Linked DNA regions of Oncorhynchus mykiss: region 2 is linked to region 1. The links are chromatin contacts, called in public Hi-C maps. All regions are on one chromosome and are shown on one strand. Each heading gives the region's core, a stretch centred on a gene start, on an enhancer-like site or on the middle of the called end of the contact. The rest is flanking DNA. Distances are from core to core; before and after follow the strand shown.

Region 1 (7,900 bases), core at 2,161-4,660:
ACCCACCTAACCACGCTTCTTAACACCCAGGATTGTGTCGAGGCACAGATCTGGGGAAGAGTACCAAAAAATGTCTGCAGCATTGAAGGTCCCCATGTACACAGTGGCCTCCATCTTTCTTAAATGGAAGAAGTTTGGAACCACCAAGACCCTTCCTAGATCTGGCTGCCTGGCCAAACTGAGCAATCGGGGAGAAGGGCCTTGGTCAGGGAGGTGACCAAGAACCTGATGGTCACTTTGACAGAGCTTCAGAGTTCCTCTGTGGAGATAGGAGAACCTTCCAGAAGGACAACCATCTCTGTAGCACTCCACCAATCAGGCCCTTATGGTAGAGTGGCCAGACGGAAGCCGCTCCTCAGTAAAAGGCATGACAGCCCGCTTGGAGTTTGCCAAAATGAACCTAAAGACTCTCAGATCATGAGGAAACAAGATTCTCTGGTCTGATGAAATCAATATTTAACTTTTTGGCCTGAATGCCAAGTGTCACGTCTAGAGGAAACCTGGAATCATTCCTATGGTGAAGCATGGTGGTGGTGGCGGCATCATGCGATGGGGATGTTTTTCAGCAGCAGGGACTGCGAGACTAGTCAGGATCGAGGGAAAGATGAACAGAGCAAAGTACAGAGAGATCCTTGATGAAAACCTGCTCCAGAGAGCTCAGGACCTCAGAATAGGGTGAAGGTTCACCTTCCAACCGGACATCGACCCTAAGCACACAGCCAAGACAACGCAAGAGTGGCTTCCGGACAATTCTGTGAATGTCCTTGAGTGGCCCAGCCAGAGCCCGGACTTGAACCCTGTGCAGCAACGCTCCCCATCCAACCTGACAGAGCTTGAGAGGATCTGCAGAAAGGAATGGGAGAAACTCCCCAAATACAGGTGTGCCAAGCTTGTAGCATCACACCCAAGAAGACTCAAGGCTGTAATCGCTGCCGAAGGCGCTTCAACAAGTACTGAGTAAAGGGTCTGAATACTTGTGTAAATGTGATTTTTCAGTTTATTTTTAAAAATACATTTGCAAAAAATTTAAAAACTGTTTTTGCTTTGTCACTATTTGTTATTGTGTGTAGATTAATGAGGGGGGGAAATGATTTAATACGTTTTAGAATAAGGCTGTAATGTTAAAAAAAATGTGGAACAAGTCAAGGGGTCTGAATACTTTCCGAATGCACTGTATATAGATATCCTAGCCTACCCTTTTCAGGAAATACATTCAATGCAGTATTAGCATTACATTTAGCTAGTTAATGATGGGTTATACATAATACGCGTTTAACTTATATCCTCTGTCTCTTGCGCATTACGCAATCATATTTTGGATGTAATTTCAAGGGAGTTGATGGAGAGAGAGAGAGAGAGAGAGAGAGAGAGAGAGAGAGAAATAGAGAGAGAGAGAGAGAGAGAGAGATAGATAGACTGTGAGAGTGCTCACGTGTGCACTGATTTAAAGCAACAATATTTGACTGATATGCGTTTTAAATGATTATCTTTAAATTAAAAAACAAGTTGTCCCCCGAAAGCCAGATGGAGATGGGTAAATGAGACTCGCATTCGGTCTTTATATTACTTTGGCTATACTGCAGCAAATGTAGGCCTACGTCTACATGCATTGTGAACTACACTCTATAATGCAATGGGCTGTCTGCCCCCACCCTTTGATTCATCAGAGGCTGTAGAGAAGACAGATTTAGACATTGCATATCATTTCATAGTTCCAATTCATGCCATGCTGTTCACATAAATAATTTACCTGTTTCTCGCAGTTATTTATTCCCGGGGAAAAGGGAGAGGGTTCCCCCATTCAACCCTATTCTTGTTGTCTTCTTCTGTGGTCACAAGCACAGGAAGTGCAGCCACGAGCTGAAACGTCTGCCTGTAATGTTTTGACTACTTATGCACTATACAAACAAGCTGTGGTGGAAAAAGTACCCAACTGTCATACTTCAGTCATTTCTATGAAGGTACCTATACTTTTACTCAAGTAAAAGTGAAAGTCACCCAGTAAAATACTACTTGAGTAAAAGTCTAAAAGTATTTGGTTTTAAATATACTTATCAAAAGTAAATGTAATTGCTAAAGTATAAAATGCAAATCAATTTATAACATTTTTGACATGCGTTTTTCTGGATTTTTTTGTTGTTATTCTGTCTCTCACTGTTCAACTAAACCTACCTTTAAAATTATAGACTGATCATTTCTTTGTCAGTGGGCAAACGTACAAAATCAGCAGGGGATCAAATACTTTTTTGGCTTATTTTGGCGAGAGTGAAACCTCGGGGGAAATGGCGCAATGGAGTGTGGGATTGTAGTTAATTACCACGTTTCTGACCTGAACTCGGTTGAATAAGTTTAATGAAAACTACAACTCCCTTCAGACATACATGAGAACACCCCATTTTTGTCCTCCTAGAATAACTGGTTAGGCTGTTTTCATGTTATCTAGAGCGTTAGTGACTGTATCTGTGCTGCTGGCAACAATTGAATTACGTTTTTTGCCGACTTTTACTGACACAGGTCATATTCAACGTGTGTTGCGCGTCTCGTAAATTCAATAGTTATCCTGCACTATGGCACACTCAGACGAGAGCACTCTGAAATCGGAATAGATAGTCAGCGTGAATTTACGAACGCATCCCCCGAGGAACTGCACTTTGGGCTCACAAAAAATTTGATGTTTAATCGCTCTGCACTATTCTGCACAAATAATATTATATTTGAATAAAGTATTGAATAAAATCAAAGTTTATTTGTCAGGAGCACAGGTAAATAGTACAATGTGTAAATAGTACAATGAAAGTATTACTTGCAGCTCTTCCTCAACTGCAGAATGATTGTAAAGTAGCAGAGTCAATCAATAGACAATTAGACAATACAAATAAAATGATCACAACAGTTGGTAAAAAAAGACAAGGTAATAAAACCTATAATAAAAGAACACAATAATTTAAAGATGCACTATGCAGAAATCGCTCCACCACTTTCTGGTTGCAAAAATTATGTTTATGTCACAAAACAAGCAAGTATATTGTAGAGAGTAATTGTACCATATAAACAACTGTGAATATATATTTTCCATAACCATAAATATTGTGTTTTCAGCTGTTTGAAGCTGGTGTACAAAACCCAAAGTAAAAGAAGCAAAACCGAAACTTAAGAGGAAACATAGAAATAGAACACATAAAACATATCTACTGCTTCTTAAACTTGAATTCGATGAGAATGACAGATCTGTAACACACATTTCTATGTAAACTTGGTTGGGTCGCTACATTTTGCAGCTTTAATGTAAAAATTGATAAAGGAGAGCAAATGTCCACAATTGATTAGGATTTCATGCCATGGGTTGCTATCAAATATAACGTGAATAATGCATATGAACCTGGGTGGGAACGGACAAATCACAGCTCATGAGGCGTTTCTCTACCGACCAATGCGCAGAAGAGAAGTGCAATCGCTTTCTCGAACAAAGTGAACACTCGCAGTAAACTGACCCCTGTAGCCATCTCATCTGACAGAACGGTCTCTTTACGAAATCATCATGCCGTTCATTGATTTGGAAAGTAACTTAGCTGCTAGTAAGTTTTCTGAGGATTTCTTGAAAAAGCTAGGGTCCAAAACAGCTGCTGTTCTAGGCAAACCCGAAGAGGTGAGTAGGTAGCTCTGGTTCACCGCGTAGAAGTCGATAGCGCGCCGGACCTCGGGCTCGAAGGTCGAGGTTTCGAGACCTGCTCCCTGCTGTTTCATTACACTATATTTAATAACGCTACTGAGTGAAGTTGGCTCACTGCAGCTAAATAGCAGAGGTTACAAAATATCACCAATACAACATTCTCTATTGAGATTGCAGTTTACTGTAGCTTAGCTAGGTTGTGCTCGTGTGTGCATTTATGTTGTATTTTTTTACGTAGAGAATGATGTTGGTGGTGAAGCCTGGACTGCCAATGCTCATGGGTGGAACTTGCGCTCCGTGCGTCATACTGTCCGTGTCCGCCATCGGCGTCACTGACACTGCGGAGAAGAACAAGGAACACAGTGCCAATATCTTCACTTTTCTTATTGAAGAACTTGGTCTTACTGAAGACAGGTTAGTAGCTGATTATGTGTGTAATATGCTACAAATCATTAGTTTTCATATGCAGACGACAAGGAGCTTGCTGTGGATAAAGGACAAAGTCATGTGATACCTCCTCTGATATTGAAAGTGGGAGTGTCCAACACAACTCAGTTATGACCAGTTCCTGTATCCTGTAGCCTCTTTAGAGCACAATTCAACATCGACTTCTCTAGCAAGTTTCTTATCTGTTGTGCCATGGTGTTTCTGGATTTATGGACAGTGCAGGCAGATGTGTAGTTTAGGGCAAGGCTACTAATACAATAAGTTGTTGATTATAGCCTAAGTAAGGTGCTCCACTGCCTTGCAACAGCGTCATTCATAGGGAATATAAATATAAAATATGTATTTACTATATACTGGATTTCATTTGATATTGCATGAATATAATATTGCATTTAGTAGATTGTAATTATGATGTTTGTGTATTTGATTTGCATTACATTAATCTAATTATAGGTTAACTTGTATTCTCCAGGATCGTGATCAGGTTCTATGCACTGGAGCCTCATCAGGTTGGAAAGAAAGGTACTGTTATGAGTTACCTGTAGGCGGCACTGTGGACGACAGAGTGACTTCAAGCATCCATTCCACAACAGTTGCCATTGGAGAGGACAAACCCTGTCAGTGTTTCCACCACTCAATTGGACATGAGTGCCACATGTCGCCAATAAGACTTGCATTGCATTTTAGGATTATGGAATTTGTCCCCATGAAACTATGTCCTGGAACCAGGACTCATTCATTTATATTACTGTACATTACTGTACATGTCTGCCATAGTAAACAGAACCACACATTTGACAAGCTAGATGATAAAATACCCTGATTAGAGGAAATGTAAGTCAATTGACCTGTATTCAATGTTATTACTATGTCATTTCAACTATTCATTCATATCACAAGAACATTGGATAATGTGGTTATTGATTTTTTTTCTCTGCTGTTTTGGTGGTAAGAATCATAATGACTAACATACACAACCGTCACTTAGAAATGTCCTTGTTTTTGAAAGAAAAGCATGTTTCTTTTGTCCATCTAAAATAACATCAAATTGATAAATACAGAGTTTCTCTGTCCAGTGTCTGTGTTCTTTAAACCATATTTTATTTTTATTGGCCAGTCTGAGATAGGGCTTTTTCTTTGCAACTCTGCCTAGAAGGCCAGCATCCCGGAGATGCCTCTTCACTGTTGACGTTGAGACTGGTGTTTTGTGGGTACTATTTAATGAAGCTGCCAGTTGAGGACTTGTGAGGCGTCTGTTTCTCAAACTAGGCATTAATGTACTTGTCCTCTTGCTCAGTTGTGCACCGGGGCCTCCCACTCCTCTTTCTATTCTGGTTAGAGCCAGTTTGCGCTGTTCTGTGAAAGGAGTAGTACACAACGTTGTACGAGATCCTCAGTTTCTTGGCAATTTCTCACATGGAATTGCCTTAATTTTTCAGAATCAAATCAAATTGATTTATACAGCCCTTCTTACATCAGCTGATATCTCAAAGTGCTGTACAGAAACTCAGCCTAAAACCCCAAAACAAGAATAAGAATAGACTGACGAGTTTCAGAAGAAAATTATTTGTTTCTGGCCATTTTGAGCCTGTAATCGAAGATTTTTGCAATTTGTTCCAGTCGTTGGCAGCAGAGCACTGGAAGGCAAGGCGGCCAAAGGAAGTGTTGGCTTTGGGGAAGACTAGTGCAATATACAGTGGGGCAAAAAAGTATTTAGTCAGCCACCAATTGTGCAAGTTCTCCCACTTAAAAAGATGAGAGAGGCCTGTGATTTTCATCATAGGTACACTTCAACTATGACAGACAAAATGAGGGGGGAAAAAATCCAGAAAATCACATTGTAGGATTTTTTATGAATTTGTTTGCAAATGATGGTGGAAAATAAGTATTTGGTCAATAACAAAAGTTTATCTCAATACTTTGTTATATACCCTTTGTTGGCAATGACAGAGGTCAAATGTTTTCTGTAAGTTTTCACAAGGTTTTCACACACGGTTGCTGGTATTTTGGCCCATTCCTCCATGCAGATCTCCTCTAGAGCAGTGATGTTTTGGGGCTGTTGCTGGGCAACACGGACTTTCAACTCCCTCCAAAGATTTTCTATGGGGTTGAGATCTGTACCTGCTGGAGCGCATGCTGCAGGTGGGTGTTGCTATGGTGACCAATGAGCTGAGATAAGGCGGAGCTTTACCTAGCAAAGACTTATAGATGACCTGGAGCCAGTGGGTTTGCGACGGATATGTAGTGAGGGCCAGCCAACGAGAGTATACGGATGGCACTGTGATAAACTACATCCAATTTGATGAGAAGAGTGTTGAGGGCTATTGTGTAAATGACATCGCCTAAATCAAGGATCGGTAGGATAGTCAGTTTTACAAGGGTATGTTTGGCGGCATGAGTGAAGGAGGCTTTGTTGCGAAATAGGAAGCTGAGGGTGCGGGCAGCAATCGGTTGAAGAGCAGGCACTTATTTTTACTAGCATTTAAGAGCAGTTGGAGCCCACGAAAGGAGTGTTGTATGGCGTTGAACCCCGTTTGGAGGTTTGTTAACACGGTGTCCAAAGAAGGACCAGATCTGCCTTTTCCAGCTACAATAGTCATTTACAACATTAACAATGTCTACACTGTATTTCTGATAAATTGTACGTTATTTTAATGGATAAAAATGTGTATTTCTTTCAAAAACAATGACATTTCTAAGTGACTCCATATTTAGGAACAGTGCACTGTAAACCAAGCTAATGTTAAAAAAGAAAAAAAGGCTATCTTTCCATGCAATACAGCCCACAACAGTCCAGTATTAGGCCTAATCTTGTCAAACAGTCATGTACAAGTGAAGGCAAACAAATAAATGTATATTTCGACTGTGTGCTTGCTGTCCATACATTACACAATTTTGTATTTATTAGGATCCCTAATTAGCTGGCAAGGCAGCAGGTACACTTCCTGGGTTCCAAACAATATTGTTAGTCTTAAGTTTGCCTTGTAACAACCCCTGCTGGATCAGTTTATTAGTATACAGTAATGTCCTTTTGTTTGAAACAGCAAGGCAAATGAAGATGTTCTTGCTCATTCTCGTTTGGTTTGTGTTGAATTCAGAACAACAAACCTTTAATCTTGCTGTATGCATGACATCTTTCAGGATGTTGTCTGCTTCTCCAGGTCCTCTGACAGGGCCAGGTAGAATCTCCCCTTAGCTTTATCCTTATTTATCAGCTTGGTCAGTAGAGCCACTGAGCCTCTTCTCTCTAGCTGCTCATCGTTAAGGATGTGAAAAGTCAACTAGGGATGCATTACTTTCTTAGATTGAGAATTACTGCACAGTGATTACTCCCCATATCCCCATATTAGTCAAAAGATAAGACTATGTTACATACCTATATGTATTTTTTTAACTTCCCAGCGAGACTATTCTGGTTCATCTTCTCCAGGATCTTCAGAGTGATTGTCACAGCACCGTCCAGTCTGTAGCTCTGCACCATCTTATCCACTGTGTCCATCCTGTCTCTATTCTCCAGCAAGCTCTTTGGGATGGGAGGATAGTCATTCAACACACCCTGAGTCAGGAACCACTGAAATCTCTTCAACCCGTCTGAGTCCAGATCCTCCATAATGTTAAGCAGCTGAGCCGAACTGATCACCATGGTTGATCACTACACACACTACTTCAGAACAAGGAGAAAAACTGGTTAAACTTTGACTGAAGCACCCTCTAATAATAGTTTTTTTAATACAGAAAAACAATACAACCTTTTAGTGTTTATTGAGACAAAACATCGTACCT
Region 2 (7,900 bases), core at 1,590-4,089, 40 kb after region 1:
GGCATGGTAAACCTCCCCAGATGTCAAATCTCTTGACATTGGCATTTCACTGTGTTCTTGACTGGGCGGCAGCCATTTTGATTTAATCCAGACGTGATTGTTTTGGTGATGTTCCAGAGTAGGATTTGGGATTTGTATGACTGATTGAAAGTTTGTGAAAATGTATGAAAATAAGAGTAACAATGAAGCTGAATTCAATATTTTGTCATGTAGCCTTATCACACTCTTGTACATATTGTTTTAATTCACAAACCAACCATCCACTGTTAACTTCTTCAGCTGCACTCAAATCTCCCCTGGGCATGCTACCGATCAGCTAGGAGTGGAGTGGGCTGTAAGGGGAGGGTTGTCAAGGTTCACTCTGAGGGAAGGGAACTGAAGCTACGCCTCTTCTCTTTGCACATGTATTCGGCATGTACTAAGTCTTCTGGGATCACCCTGCCGTTTCCTGTAAATTCCTCCGGTCTGCATTCGCCCAGTATGGCGTCATATAACCCCTCGCTAACTGATGTTACCATAGGAACCGTGAGGGGGCTGACTATGGCTGCGTTTACACAGGCAGCCCAATTCTGATCTTTTTTTTCACCTACTGGTCTTTTGACCAATCCGATCAGCTATGAAAAGATCAGATGTGTAAAGATCTGATATAATTGGTCAAAAGACCAATTATATCAAGATGTGTAAAGATCTGATATAATTGGTCAAAAGACCAATTATCTGTTTCCCACTGTCTCACCCTTTGGGAGTGATGATGGGCCTTCTCCTCAGTATAATCATTTTTTGTGCTCCGTCAAAACGAATGGATTTGTTTATGCCAGGAAGCGAGCAAAGACTTTGGTGCACTCAAATGAAATATCCAGCTACTAAGAGTATCCTAGGCCTAATGCGTAGGCAATAATTCGAATGAAGCAAATCAATACCCCTCCCCTCTCCACCAACCCGTCCACCCACCCACCTTGTGTCGCATTCTCTCTCCGCAGAGCAATATCTCTGGATACTTGTGCAGCGATGGGAGCCACACAGGGATCTATAAATATCTCTGGCCTCCTCGAATGGAATCTGTGGCACGTTTTTATGAGAATGACCTGATTTTTTAAATGGGGAGAGTGGGAATAGATGCACTTATGGTTTTCATCCTTTACTTCTAATCATGGACTGATTCAGAACTGGGACACCAGGTGAGTGCAATTAACTACCAGGTAGGAACAAAAACCAGAAGTGTTTTGGCCCTCCAGGACCGGAATTGGAACAGCCCTGTTAATATGCCTTCATGACAATGGCTAACCGTCTGAAAAGGTACTGTCACTACTGTGTGGCGATTACAAGTGGTTATTTCAGTGACAAATACCTATTGCAGACAATGACGTGATGATATTTGCGTTCAAGTTGTTGACTCATCAAGAATACCAAATTAATATTAATTTTGAATATAGCTGATTCACTAAATTTCGTTAATGCATTGAAAATGTGAAATAGTTTGACATGACAGTTTGAGGTAAACACCCAAGTTGAATGCACCTTTGGGAAATGACTGAAGGGGAGAACAGAGGGAGGGAAGAATCTTCTAGAGAACCTTGAAACAGCCACATTTACATAACACTTCAAGTGTGCCGGTCCCGTGCACTGACATAACGTCTTTCTTTCTCTAAAGATGTCTTATGTAGTTGGTACTGAAGTGGCAATTTAGCCTAGTTTCCTGCGTCAGTATTTAACCCAACCACTTTCCGGGTATCTAGGCCTATAGTTAGTGTTTTTTTTCTGCATAGAAAACTATTTGGGAAAATAGTTTTAGGGATGGAAAAAAAGCTTTTTAACTAAAACGACTAAAACCAAATAAAGTATGTAGGAATGATAATGGCACTTTAAAAAATAATACTTTTGAGAACTAGCAATCACCAAAATAAATGCTAGATAGTCAGGGAGAATAAATCATTCCCCAAATCATGCATTCGGGAGTATTTTTGTCATTGCATGAGGCCCCCATTTGATTTTATGTTTAAGTCACTCAGATGGCATAAGCCATGGCAAAATGTGTAGGATTGCAGATTTTCTCTTAGCTCCATTGTAAATGGTGTAAATTTGCAGGAAACTAGCATAAATCTTTTAGCTAAGCCTAAAAGATTTCAGATTTTTCGCGCAGCAGGTAGCCAAATGGTTTGAGCGTTGGACTTGTAACCGAAAGGTTGCAAGATCGAATCTCCGAGCTGACAAGGTAAAAATCTGTCGTTCTGCCCCTGAACAAGGCAGTTAACCCACTCTTTCCCAGGCCGTCATTGAAAATAAGAATTTGTTCTTAACTGACTTGCCTAGTTAAATAAAGGTAAAAATTATTATTTTTAAGATTTCTTGTTGTTGACTGTACCATTGGCCACACCCATGGCCACCCACCTGTCACCCCCACCACCTAAGTGCTATTTTGAACCAGAAATAAAACAGTAACAATGAAGCCACAAAAACAGGATGTGGGTCCACCACCTCAATCCACAACCTTTGTCTCTGTACAGTTGATAAGCAGCCCTAACCACTGTTAGGTATAAGTCCTAACCACCGTAGAGTTATTTAATTGCTGCTTGCTTACACGGTTGAGAAACCAGGTGGTTGGACTTTGACTATCCTATGTAATGCGGATGGAATTTGTGCATGGTGCTTCTGTCTCCTCCTCTTAGCACTAAAAATGAATGAGCCTGTTGGCGAGAGATCAAGGGTTATATAGACTGTGAGCCTCGAGGAAGCATTCAGCTCTGCTGTTTAGTAGTAGTATGTGGGGGTGTGTGAGGTAGTTAGTGGGTAAGTGGACGAGGGAGGGAAAGAGTGTTAGAGAGAGGGGGCAGGAGATGGAGGAAATTGGTCTTATCTACCACTCACAGCGTCAGTCGAGCACTATCTCCTATTGCAGCTGCACTGTGCTAGGGGGTCTACCGCAGGTCGAAGATACAACGTGCTATGACGTGGCCTCTTCCTTCCCCAAATGTATTGTCGTCTGATAAATGCTACAGATTTGTTTTTCTGTAATGTAACCATTTACAGTGCCTTCAGAAAGTATTCCCACCCTTTGACTTTTTCCACATTTTGTTGTGTTACAGCCTGAATTTGAAATATTAAATTGAGATTTTCTTTGTCACTGGCCTACACACAATACTCCATAATGTCAAAGTGGAATTATGACTTTGTAGTTATTACTCCACAATACTAACCTAAATGAGAGTGAAAAGAATGAAGCCTGTACAGTATAAAAACTATTCCAAAACATGTATCCTGTTTACAACAAGGCACTAAAGTCAAACTGCAAAAATGTGGCAAAGTAATTAACTTTTTGTCCTGAATACAAAGTTATATTTGGGGCAAATCCAATATACCACATTACTGATTACTACTCTCCATATTTTCAAGCATAGGGGTGGCTGTATCATGTTATGGGTATGCTTGTAATCGTTAAGGAGTTTTTCAGGATTAAAAAGAAATGGAATGGAGCTATGCACAGGCATATCCTAGAGGAAAACCTGGTCCAGTCTGTCAAGGGGTTTGAATACATTCCGAATGCCAATTCTACACTGGAGTTGCTTACCGGCCTGATGGGCCGAGTTACACTTTTGACTTAAATCTGTTTGATGGCAAGGCTTAAATAATTTTCTAGCAATTTGATAGAGCTTGAATTTATTTTAAAAGAATGGGCAAGTATTGTATAATCCAGGTGTGTAACGCACTTAGAGACTTACCCAGAAAGATTCAGAGCTATTTTCGCTGCCAAAGGTGATTCTAACATGTATTGACTCGGTGTGTGAATATTTTCATATTTCCTTTTCAACACATTTGCAAACATTTCAAAAAACATGTTTTCACTCCATCTTTATGGAGTATCATATGTAGATGGGTGAGGAAAGATATCTATTTAATCCATTTTGAATTCAGGCTGTTAAACAAAAAATGTGGAATAAGTCAAGGGGTATACATGCTTTCGGAAGGCATTGGGCTTGACACCTGGACTTGCACACACATTCAGTTGTCTCTAAACCACATGCCAACAGGGCAAACTCTTTACAAGGTCCGATGACTTCAAGTTCACACTGAAGTGACGATATCTCACACGGCTGTAAAATTCTCTTCATCACTCCTTCAACAACGACTTTGGCACATTGTGTCTCAGAGCAGCAGTGTCTCCCAGGAAAGGCGGTGTCCTGAAGACACAACCCAAAGGCTGTTTACTCATTGGTCCAGAGAGCTGTCCCTCAAACAGGCTAGTCAGAGTAGCGTGTGCCTTCATCCCCACAGGCAGATGTCAGAGCAGAACGGGGTTGTGGTCAGCTAAATCCTGGGATGATTTAAACCCTTGTGTATTAGGACTGGTGTAAGGGGACGGGGGAGGGGAAATTGTCTAGTATGATGCTTTTTACAGAAAATGGGCCAGTGTAGAGGCTACTAATGGGTTTAAATGCTTTTTCATGATCTTGTCAGTTATTTCTGACGTATCTCTTTCTTTTTATAGATTGATTTGTTTGATGGCAGATTGGCCATAAACTCATACAGTACATCCGGATAGTATATTGAAATTAAGCTCCGGTGCTTCCTGTTTTCAATGATCATTGGGATGTTTCTACAACTTCATTGGAGTCCACCTGTGGTAAATTCAGTTGATTGGACATGATTTGGAAAGGCACACACCTGTATGTAAGGTCTCACAGTTGACAGTGCATGTCAGAGCAAAAACCAAGCCATGAGGTCGAAGGAATTGTCCGTAGAGCTCCGAGACAGGATTGTGTCGACACACCGATCTGGGGAAGGGTACCTGCAGCAACGAAGGTCCCCAAGAACACAACAGGAACCACCAAGACTCTTCCTAGAGCTGGCCGCCCGGCCAAACTGAGCAATAGGGGGAGGAGGCATTTGGTCAGGGAGGTGACCAAGAACCCAATGGTCACTCTGACAGAGCTCCAGAGTTCCTCTGTGGAGATGGGATACCTTTTCTAGAAGGACAATCATCTCTGCAGCACTCCACCAATCAGGCCTTTTTGATAGTGTTCAGACGGAAGCCACTCCTCAGTAAAGGCACATGGCAGCCTGCTTAGATTTTGCCAAAAGGCACGTACATAAAGGACTCTCAGGCCTTGAGAAACAAGATTCTCTGGTCTGATGAATCCAAGATTGAACTCTGGCCTGAATGCCAAGCGTCATGTCTGGAGGAAACCTGGCACCATCCCTACGGTGAAGCATGGTGGTGGCGGCATCATGCTCTGTGGATGTTTTTAATTGGCAGGGACTAGGAAACATGAACCTTGATGAAAACCTGCTCTAGAGCGCTCAGGACCGTGGACTGGGGAGACTTCCAACAGGACAATGCCCCTAAGCACACAGCCAAGACAATGCAGGAGTGGCTTCGGGACAGAGAATAATGGGAGAAACTCCTCAAATACAGGTGTGCCAAGCTTGTAGCGTCATACCCAAGGCTGTAAACATGGCCACAAAGGTGCTTCAACAAAGTACTGAGTAGAGGGCCTGAATACTTATGTAAATGTGATATTTCAAATGTTTTTGCAAAAATGTCTAAAAAGCAGTTTTTGCCTTTTCATTATGGGGTATTGTGTGTAGATTGATAAGTGGAAAAACAATTTCATTCATGTTAGAATAAGGCTGTAATATAACAAAATGTGGAACAAGTCAAGGGGTCTGAATACTTTCCGAATGCACTGTATATGAGCTATATAGAACAATCTACACTTTGACTGGACTCCTGGCTCCTCAGTTCTCTCTCTTCCTGGTGCCATCTCTTCAGTGAGTTAGGGTTATGGTGTAGTTCAGTGGTCCCCAAACTCTTTCATTTACTGTACCTCCAACTGAATTTTGCTCTGAACGGAGTGCACCCGAATTACCCCTTCATGTGCATCTTCTCAAGTACCCCCTGGTTGGGAGCCACTGGTGTAGGAAGATGTTTGGGGAAGAGTTGAACCAGGCAACAAACTGGTATGTTGATTATTGAGGAGACCCAGCCAGCCCAGCGGCCCCTCTGTGGACCAGACCAAGCAGTGTCTCCTGGATCTGCTGAATGTCACCACACTGCTGACACCACTAATCCTACTGTCAGAGATGGACAATTTCACTGTCTCTCTCCCTCCTTCTATCTCTCTCCACCCCTCTTTCTCGCTGTGTGAATGGGAGCTGCGCTGGCCGTGTTTTAACAATGGGCCTATTTCATGAGGTCTAGCACTACCCCCACCCCCCGGGGCAGACTGTTGGTCTGTCAGCTATTTTATTTTATTTCTATATGGTCCTCTTTGCTCATGGGGTTCACTGTCCTTGGGTTGGCTGGGTAAATCAATGTTCTGTCCCTCCTTACTGAAATAAATTACTCAGTTAAGCACACTGAATTCTGTTCATAGTCGTCATATCACATTTTGATCTTATCCATGTCTATTGTGAGACACCTTGTCTGTACCTTTCTTTCTGGAAGAATGGTTTAGTCTGTTTATTTCTGTCGAGAAGGTTCTAATTGTATGAAGGGTATGAGATGGTCTATTGGAACTGGATGACAACCATGCGCAAACAGTCCTGACCTGAGATGAAGGATGCTGTGTGTTTTCTCCCCCTGGTGTTCAGCTGGACTGGCCTCTCTCCACCAGGGCCTGGTCTGGTGTATCAGAGGTCACAGGGACCTGATAGGCCACAGTGTAGGTCACACCACCCTGAGAAAAGACTCCAGATGTAGGCCTAAGCATTGGGAAAGACTGGCCACGGACAATTTATCAATCCCCCCACAATGGTTGGCAGGTAGGCTGGGATTACACCCATGTGCTAAAATCCTACAATCTCACGGAAGCCATTTGGAGGCTGCCTCACATTTTGTTGTGTATTCATCAATGATTGAAAAAGACAAATTTGCCATCTTAAATGCACTTTATGCTGCTACAGTTCACTGTCACATCAGCTTCAAAGTTGCCATGTTGAATACTGGTAATTCAATTTATGGTCTAGGAGCCTAGATTCTCTCGCCCTCCCGGGCATCCTGCCACTCCAGAAATGACACCAAATGTTCAGCTCACATTCCTTGTTGTCCAGAGAGACAAGTAGTATATGAAAGGAAGCACCCTGGGTATGCCTGCCTGGCAGAGACTGCGTTACAGTCACTACCAGGGTGTGGTCCTCTGACAGCCCCACTATCCAGGCTGGGGACTAGAATACAGGGTGGGTGACTGTGATCCTGTCTGGTTACCTCGTCCTACTCTTCCCTCTTTCTACTGGCCTCCACTCCCCCGGTGTATGGTGGGATGGTATATAGGCTTGGTGAAGAGGGGGGCTGAGGGCCGGTGCGTGTTAGGAGGGCTGACAGCAGCAGTCCAATTGTGAAGTGAGGTCTGGTTACTGTTTGTTCAGAGCTGTGTGGAATTTCTGCCTCCACTCCCTTTTTTCATTCTCGCATTCTCAGCTGCTGGCCCCACGGCGAGTCAGCTGGACTGGAGAGGAGCTGGCTACTTACTTCACTGGGGAGTTTTTGTCCTTCATAGCAATAGTCAGCCTTGTCTCGTTGTATTCTATAAAGTTGTGTGTCTTCCGTGACTTTTCCTCCATTTTTTTGCGTGGTGAGTAGAGATCCATGAAGAGCAGCACTGTGTTCAAATGCCCCCAGGGAAAGAGAAAGTGGAAAAGAAAGAATGGCACTTTGTGACCTTCTGGAAGTCCTCCACAGCTATTCCGTTTCTGAGAGCTCTTGTGTTTTAAAGGCCTAAAGAAGCAGAGATTAGAGAAATTGGATGACGGCCAAGTAGAAATGCTTGATGCGATGCTAGCGTTGCCATAGCAGGCTCAGTTGGACCTTTTATTTCTATACTATTCAAAGCGATGGACAAATGGTAGCAGCCATCTTGTTCATACACATACATTTGTCAAGATGGCTGACGGCATTCTCATCCAC

The links. A called contact is a pair of places that touch in the nucleus more often than the background predicts.
Region 2: a Hi-C map of blood shows a contact between it and region 1, with 1.9 times the contacts expected there. The contact joins the enhancer-like site here to the promoter of LOC110523258 in region 1. A contact is called at or near these places in 3 of 3 Hi-C or Micro-C datasets (blood and liver).

Annotation. Positions count from the first base shown.
Region 1 is chr5:14,342,223-14,350,122 of USDA_OmykA_1.1, forward strand. LOC110523258 (D-dopachrome decarboxylase-A) reads left to right here and starts at 3,411. Exons shown (of 3, transcript XM_021601787.2): 1 at 3,411-3,646; 2 at 3,909-4,084; 3 at 4,590-5,190. The coding sequence starts at 3,539. The coding sequence ends at 4,662. It overlaps LOC110523260 (a long non-coding RNA gene), which reads right to left. Exons shown (of 3, transcript XR_002473416.2): 1 at 7,899-7,900; 2 at 7,494-7,778; 3 at 7,094-7,368.
Region 2 is chr5:14,383,057-14,390,956 of USDA_OmykA_1.1, forward strand. All of the region lies in intron 1 of LOC110523261 (spectrin alpha chain, non-erythrocytic 1), which reads left to right. Among protein-coding and RNA genes, the nearest start is that of LOC118964781, 9.8 kb to the right of the region's middle. Within about 2 kb of position 2,840, at least 4 of the 11 cell types and tissues checked have an H3K27ac peak or open chromatin away from gene starts, as enhancers often do. A contact at or near this core is called in liver, where this site is marked.